2 separate regions of the Mus musculus genome follow, and region 2 is linked to region 1. The links are chromatin contacts, called in public HiChIP or PLAC-seq maps. All regions are on one chromosome and are shown on one strand. The core of a region is the stretch at or near the end of the contact, and the rest is flanking DNA. Distances in the headings are between cores, read along the strand shown. Region 1 holds the start of Kif19a (kinesin family member 19A). Region 2 holds the start of Cd300ld3 (CD300 molecule like family member D3).

What was found. HiChIP or PLAC-seq counts read pairs in DNA pulled down with a chosen protein or histone mark.
Region 2: a contact with region 1 is called in an H3K4me3 HiChIP or PLAC-seq map of bone marrow-derived macrophages, with 5 times the contacts expected there. The contact joins the promoter of Cd300ld3 here to the promoter of Kif19a in region 1. A contact is called at or near these places in 1 of 39 promoter capture datasets (the C10 cell line), 1 of 484 Hi-C or Micro-C datasets (bone marrow-derived macrophages), 2 of 115 datasets of contacts at active chromatin or transcription factors (bone marrow-derived macrophages and embryonic stem cells) and 3 of 9 other capture datasets (adipose tissue, embryonic stem cells and liver).

Annotation. Positions count from the first base shown.
Region 1 is chr11:114,763,697-114,767,518 of GRCm38.p6, reverse strand. Kif19a (kinesin family member 19A) reads right to left here and starts at 2,130. Exons shown (of 20, transcript NM_001102615.1): 1 at 1,967-2,130; 2 at 283-363. The coding sequence starts at 2,005.
Region 2 is chr11:115,045,851-115,049,830 of GRCm38.p6, reverse strand. It overlaps Cd300ld3 (CD300 molecule like family member D3), which reads left to right and starts at 1,501. Exons shown (of 4, transcript NM_199201.2): 1 at 1,501-1,575; 2 at 3,724-3,980. The coding sequence starts at 1,536.

The DNA.
Region 1 (3,822 bases), core at 881-3,380:
CTGCTCTAGTGGTGGGTTTCTGCTAGACCAGCTAAATATGTGCTCTGTGGATAGCTGGCTGTCATATGGGGATGTTGACAGCATGTGGATCAAAATGTATCTTATGGTCTGGGCTCACCCAGGCTCCAAAAGCTCATAGCTTTTCCTGGTCTGCTCTAGGAAGTCTTCCTGAGAGAAGAAAGCCTCTTTCTTGGTGATGCTGTGGAGAGCCCGCCCAGGTGTGTATGCAGAGCAAGGTGAGCCAGCCTCCACCCTGCAGCTCCTGGTTGCAGCCCCAAGTACCTGCTCGTCCATCTTGTGAGCGATGAGGGTAGCTCCCTCCTCCAGCTCAGCCACGCTGATGGGCCGGACCCTAAGTGCCACCTGGGAGGAAGACCAGAACCCTGGGTTAAGAGGACCATACGTAGCCATGGAGGGAGGGATGACAAGGTCTTTGAATTCCTTTCCCAACAGGGTTGTGTTCTCCAGCATCCAACCATCTGCATCTCCTTGGTCCTGAAGAACATTGTGGGTCTAGGGCATTGCCTGAGCCAGAGGGCAGCTGGTCCACAGGGTGTCTGGATGAGTCTGAGTGTCTCTTTTCAAAAGTCTGTATACCTCAGGGGGAGCCCCCAGGGGATGAACTGTCTACACAGGCTGCTTCAGTCACATGCCCAAATTAAACACTTGCCACTCCCTTGGGCTGAAATCCGGAGCCTTGGGGACCAGAGCCACGTGTCTGTATCTGAGAGTGAGGTACTGTTGGGAAGGGGGGGGGGGGTTGTGGACAGAATGGTGTAGAAATGAGGATAGGATGAGAATCTTCCCCTTTGTCCTTCCAGCAACTTGTGGCTGCATCCTAACACTCCCAGGAAGTGTTACCAAGGGCTTCTCTGTTCTCTATTTCCTGGCCACTTAGAGATAGATATGTCTCCCTCCAAAATAAAACCAGAGTCAGGGATTGGGGAGAATTTCTTCTGCTGAGCAAAAGGAGGTGCCTGGATACTGAGTGGACCTCAAGGACCCTCAGTTCCTTTCATCCACACAGACTGTCCTATTGCCTTTATCAGCCTCCTCCCTGGATACGCCTCCTTGGTGAAAGGAGGGTCTTTGTCCCTGCCCTAATGACAATGAATATTCTTGGAGCAAACTCTTTCAAAGAGGCCATTCTCACTGTCAGAGAGGGTGCCACCGAGTCTGGAACTGGCTCCTAGGGCTGAATCCAAGCTTCCCTGTGCAGAAACAGGTTCTCGGGCATTTCGGTAGTGATGCTCTGCCTGCTGGGGCAGAAGGACCATTTCCACAGATCATAGGTTAAGGCTAGGGACTGGGAAGAAGGCTGTGAAAGAGAGAGGAGAGATCTCCACCTATCCTACAACCTGAGTAGCACCAAGGCTTCTCTTTGTGGCTCCAGCTTCCACCACGGATAGTCAAGAATCTCTCTTTGGTCTCTACCTACCCTTACTCCTTCCCATGTGGCTATTCTTCCCAGGCCAGTAGACCCTGGGACTATCCAGGTGGCTTCTAGCATTTCTCTGAAGTATCTGGAGTCCTGATTTGGACAGAGCCTGAGGCACAGCCCATAACTAACTGCTCCTCAGACTTGGTGCTGGCTCCCCCTATTTCGGGGGCTTTTGTCTTTCTATCTGTGGCTCCATCTTCCTTTAAAGCAAGACCTGGCTGGGTTTAAGCCCTCTGATTCGCTAGAGAATCCCAGCTTCCTTCTCAGGCAATAGTTGAGACCTCTCTTGGGTCTTGACCTCTGAGTCTTGGCCCAAAGAAGGCTGAACTTGGGCAGGGGAAGTGGGGTGCTAACTTCCTAACCCCAGGAAGTGCCACCATCCCTTCTGGCCACTGAGAACTTGGGTAGTTGTTCTGCACAGTCCCAGACTCCCATCTCTTGCTCTCAGTGGTCACTATGTTTGAGGCTGTCAAGTCTCAGGTTTGGTGGAGGGGAACCAAGCAGGAGCTTGATAAGGGGTCTCACCATGAGTTGCTGGTCCTTTGAGTCACCGCTGTCCTTCATGATTGCGGTAGGTAAAGAGCCTCAGGCCGCGACAGCTGGCATGGCTGAGACGCACCTCCACTATGGTCACCTCCTCGGATCGCTCTTCCGCCTCCGCTGCTGCCTGACAACCCGAAACCAACAACGCGCCTGCCGCCCGAGCGCTGACCAGGAGGCGGGGCCAGGAGGGCCTGGCCGGCTCCGCCCCGCCCCCTGTGCTGCCCCGCCCCCTATGCTCGCTCCGCCTTCTGCGCTCTGCCCCCTGAACTTTGGTGAGCAGGACGCCTCCACGCAGGACACCCCCGGCCCCCTTGCGCTTCTGTTGCAGCTATTGCTGCTTGTCCCGAGGTTTTCTGTCAGTACGAGTGGTCACCGGTCTGAGCGTCTCGACCTCCTCCCGGCCTAGCGGCGTCCGTTTGGTGGCCCCTCCGCACACACCCGTGCCCAGGCTCGAGGCTCCTGGCTGTGTCTTCTGCGCTCCCGACACCGGCCTGGCACGCGACTAGCTGGGCAGAAGCAACCTTGCCTGTGGCTACGATCTTCTGCTGCTCGCTTGACTGTTACTGGGCGTCTCCAGGGCGCGCCTAGCAGCCTCAAGTTTCCAGGAGTAATGCTGGCTTCGCAGCGGTGGAGGCCAGTGCCTAGGGTGTGGGTAGCTGCACCCATTGTCCAGAGGAAGAGAGGATGAGGGAGTGAGAAGGTGGGTGAAAAGCTGGCCTGCACCCTTTTGGCACCTGGCTAAGTAAAGTGTATAGACACACTAGCAAACCAAGCCTGAAGTCAGAATGAATGGATTTGGCCTGCCTGCCAGAGTAGCACCACCCAGGAGAGTCCACCTGTCCCCTCAGGTTGCATTTGGCCTAGGTTAGCTATGGATGTGGCTCGACACAAAATCATAAGCTTACTTAAAATAATCCGAGGGTCCGCCAGATGGCTTGCCCTGTCAGGGAGCTTGCAAGCTCACTACCTGAGTTCAGTTCCTGAGACCCACATGTGTAAAAGGCCAGACCTGACACCCAAATGTTGTCCTCTGATCACCACATGGACTCCCTAGTACATGTGCATAATATATAAATGTAAATTTTTTAAAGTATGAATGGGGGCGGCAATGCTGGAGAGACAGTTCATGAGGTACTCTCTCTCTCTCTCTCTCTCTCTCTCTCACACACACACACACACATCATTAAAAATAACTCTTTTATGACAAGTTTCTTGAATTTTTTTTTAAGACAGTTTTTTCTCTGTGTAGCCCTGGCTGTTCTGAAAGACCATCCTGGCTTCCAACTCACAAGATCCCCCTGACTCTGTCTCCCAAGTGCTGGGATTAAAGGCCTGTGCTACCGTCCCCTGGCTTTTTTGTTTGTTTGTTTTTTCTGGGTTGGGGGAGTTTCTTGAAAATTAAACAAACAAACAAACAAACAAACAAACAAAACCAAAAGTGGGTTACACAGTTCTCCATTGTGAATTTCGCAGGTGAGATCACTTTGCGATGTAAAAAAGCCGGACAGGAGGCCAGGTGGCCAGGTGGAACAATGGATACACAGTTGCAATTTCCATTCTTGGTAACAGTAACAACAATTACACACTCAGGGAGCCCAGTGGAAATTTTCCTCGTCTCAGGAGGCCTGGGCAAAACAGGATTCTAGTCCTAGCTCTGCCTTAAACCTGCCTAGCCACTGAGAGCCTGGTTTTCCTGTCCTGTCTGCCTGTCACCTGGATGGTGTTGGAACTCTTCCTGAATGTAGTGATCTGTCCTTTGCATTGTCTGTCCCACTGAAGCTGAGAGCCCAGAGCTCTTGCACAGACCAGAGAAGGAGACTCCATGGGGTTAGAATCCA
Region 2 (3,980 bases), core at 252-2,751, 280 kb before region 1:
AAACAGAATGCGCCTGACAGTTCATGAAGAATCTCGGGCAACAGTCTGCAACCCTGACTAGAGAATGGAAACTGCAGAGCTGTGGGAGTGTGCCTAGAGCCATATGGTGCTCCCAGCAGGCCTGGGGACTGACCTTCTAAGGTGCACAGATGGACCTGCAGGGATGAGGTGGGGACCAGTCAGCAGGGCAGATTCAGCTCTTTCCCTGGGTGGTGTCACATCTTCTAGTCTTGTTCTTATAATAATCAATGAGATAGGCTAAGACCCTTCTCTATGGCCCTTTATGTTCTGGCTGTAAAGTCTTTAAAATGTCCTTCCCCAAAGTCCGGGTGTTCTGGGATGGCTTCAGCCAGTAGATGGCAGTGTGGTTCTTGATTTTTTTTTTTTTTTTTTTCTTCAATAAGCATCTTACAGACCTCATCCTAGAGCTTATATATGTGGTTGGTTGTACCTCCTAATTCAAACTTCTCTGTGCACACCCTCAAAGTCATATCTACAGGTGAGTCTCCTGGGTGACTTCAGGTCCAGTCAAGTTGACAATGAAGATTAGAGATCATAAGCATTCCGTGTGTGTGTGCACGTGTGCACTTATGTATGCATGTGTGTGTATGTGTGTGTGTGCATTTATAAATTTCTTCCCATGAAATTTTGATACCAAAGATACAGCATACCTATATTTTTCTACACTTGCAAGCTTATGTTCTACAGCAAAACTCTGTCTTATAGAAACAGAAGCAGGGTTTGTGGATTCAGGTCAGTGGGTACAGTGCTTGCCCAGCACTCTTGAAACCACAATTTGAGTCTTCAGCCCCTCATAAAACCGAGCATGCTGGGGAATGCCTGTAGCCCCAGGACTTTGATGTTGGAAAAAGGAAAATGAGAAGTTCAAGGCCAGCTTGGGCTCCATGAGACGTCTCCTCAAGCCCACACTCTCTCTCTCTTTCTCTCAGCCAATGCCTGAGGCCCTAGTAGCCATTGTGGTAGATGCCCCTGGCCTGCTCTGAGGCCCATATCTAGATAAATCCCTGCTGCCCCAGGCTGAGCCTTCAGCAATGCCCTCTGCCAACCAGGGCTTAGCCTAGGCTACTGCCATGGGCTTAGCCTGTGCTGCCTTGTGCTCCCTTGTTACTGCAGCCAACCTGCCTTTGGTTGCTCTCCTCTGCTAGGATCCCCTGCAGCTCAGTTACCTCCCAGGTAAGGGGTTTGCTGTATCCCATCCTTTGTGTCTGTCTCTGCCGATCTGTGTGTCTGCATCTCTCCTCGTGATTCCCATCTGTCTTTCAAGTTTATGTCTCACTTTGCATTTTTCAGTAGAGGAAGTTCCCTGTTTACCCAGCTGTCCCTCACATGTCCTGACTTGGTCATCTCAAAGATTGGCATCATCTTTCTTCCTGTATGCAAAATTGAGAAGTTTTGTCAAGGAAGTTACTGAGAGAAGTGAATGAGAGAGACCTAAAAGAAACTCAAGCTGAGTTGCAAGTCCTCACAGGGTGCTGTCCTCTGTTGCCACCAAGGACAGGAGAGGAGACAAGACCATGTGGCAGTTCCCAGCTCTGCTCTTCCTTTTCCTCCCAGGTAAGTAGCAGGGGCTTTAGACACTTCCATGTCAGTGGTGAGGGCAACAGAGACCGTCTGCTCTGGCTTAGGGAAACCTGGCTGATCCATTCACCAGCTGCTTACCCCCAAAATAAAAGGCAAGGTTTTTTGACATCTGATGGATTCTGTGGGTATTGCAGAAAAACCAAAACCAAAATCAATTTAAAAATAAAACAAATAAAAGCCAAAAACAAACCTTCCAATGTGTTTCTCAACCCTAGCTGCTCCATGAAAGCTGATGAGTGAGTGGATGAACTAATTCTTACAAAATGTATTTTGGGTTTCATGTTTGGCACATGCAGCCTAGGATGCCCCTGAACTTGTGATCCTCCGGACTCCACCCTCTGAGTGCTGGGATTTCTAGCATGCAGCTCCATCTCCCATTCCATTGTGAGCTTTAGTTGACACAGTAATGAATACTTACAGGGGCTGGACGTGGTGGTGATTGCCTTTAATGCCTTTAATCTCCATGGGGTGTTTTGAAATAGTCAGTTGTCAGACATGTTTTTCATCCTTCTCATACAACACTAAAAGTTGTCATTCCCATCAAATGACAGACACCCCTGTGTCCCAACAGCTCTCCTCTATGCTACAAGCACTCTCCTGTCTTCCCTAATACCCTTCCCAGCCTGATAACCTCTCTTGTTTTCTACTCCTTTGAGGTTTACTTTTGTTCTTTTGAGAAGAAAAAGTGCCTCTGTGGTGTATGTATGTCTAAAGGGTTGTGTGTATGTCTCTCCGTGTGTGTGCACACACGTGCACGTGCTCTCAGGTGCACACATACATGTGGAGATTGACATTGGGTCGTTTTCTCTATCACTCTCCACCTTGTTTGTTCAGACATGGTCTCCCGCTGCTCCTGAGCTCACAGATTCAGCCCATCTGGCCTGTGACCTCCAGGATCCCCCTGTCATTGGGGTTACAGGCACCCCCACCTCACCTGGCTTTTCTTCCACCTGTTCTGGGGATCCAAACTCAGATTACACAGAAACGCTTTCCAGACAGGTCTGTCTCCCTGGCTCCCTAGCCACAGAGAGTAACTTTTTAGCTTTCACACATCAATAGGAATGTGTGGCAGCATCTTCCTGTATCTGATTTATTTCAGTTCCTCAAGTCTCTCCCGTGGGCTGCAAATGGCAGAACTCAATCCCTTCACGATGATTCTCCATTACATTCATGCACCACGATCTGCTATCTGTTCACTTGTATCTACGTGACTCTGTGCCATGGCTACTGTGAACACTGCCATAGTAAACACAAGGGGAGATGTCTCTTCCACATACTCGCTTCATGTCTCTAGGCTGCGTGTTTGCTTTCTGTTACTGTGATAAAGACATCGACCAACAAAAAAAAACCTTGGAGAGTAAAAGGCTTATTTGGCTTAAAGATCCAGATCACACTCCATCATGGAGGGAAGCCAGAGAGGGAGCCCAAGCAGGGCAGAAACCTGGAGTTAGGAACTGAAGCTGAGAGCATGGGAGAGTGTTGCTTGCTGGCTTACTGCTCATGGCTTATTCAGCATGTTCTCTTATATTGTGTTACCACCCACAGAGGACTGGACCTTCCTATGTCAAGAAAATGTCCCCCAGACTTGCCTAGACCTGATGCAGACGGTTTCTCAGTTGATGTTCTTTCTTTTTGTATGTTTCTGTATGGAGTTGGTGTCAGGTTTATAAAAACCCAACCAGTCCAGACTATGTCCCCTGTGGGACTGCTGAGTTATGTGACAGTCTTATGCTAGTTTTCTGAGAAACTCCACACCATTTCCCATAAAGTCTAATATCCAATCCAACACACAGTGTGTGCGACATCCTCTGTCCCACATACACCAACAATTGTTCTATTTTGTCTTTTTTGGTAATAACCATTCAAACTGAGGTATGATGCTATTAGTGATTCTGATTTGTATCAATCTCCCTACCAATTAGTGAAATTGAAAATTCATCTGTATATTTCTTTCTTATTTTTTTCTTTTGAGGCTTCAACATATAGGATAACGATGCTGATCTGCCTTGGGAAAAGGGAAGCCCTTCACTGGTTTTTATTCAGCTCATGAACTCTACTTGGCACAGTAGAGTTTCCCCCTTGGAGGAGGAGATCAGTGGTCCGTGTGTTTGTGTTTTCCAGGCTGCTGCACGGCTCAGGATCCAGTCACAGGTCCAGAGGAGGTGAGCGGTCAGGAGCAGGGCTCCTTGACAGTGCAGTGCAGATATGACTCAGGCTGGAAGGATTACAAGAAGTACTGGTGCCGAGGAGCTTATTGGAAATCATGTGAGATTCTCGTTGAAACCGATGCATCAGAGCAGTTGGTGAAGGAAAACCGTGTGTCCATCAGGGACGACCAGACAGACTTCATCTTCACAGTGACCATGGAAGACCTGAGG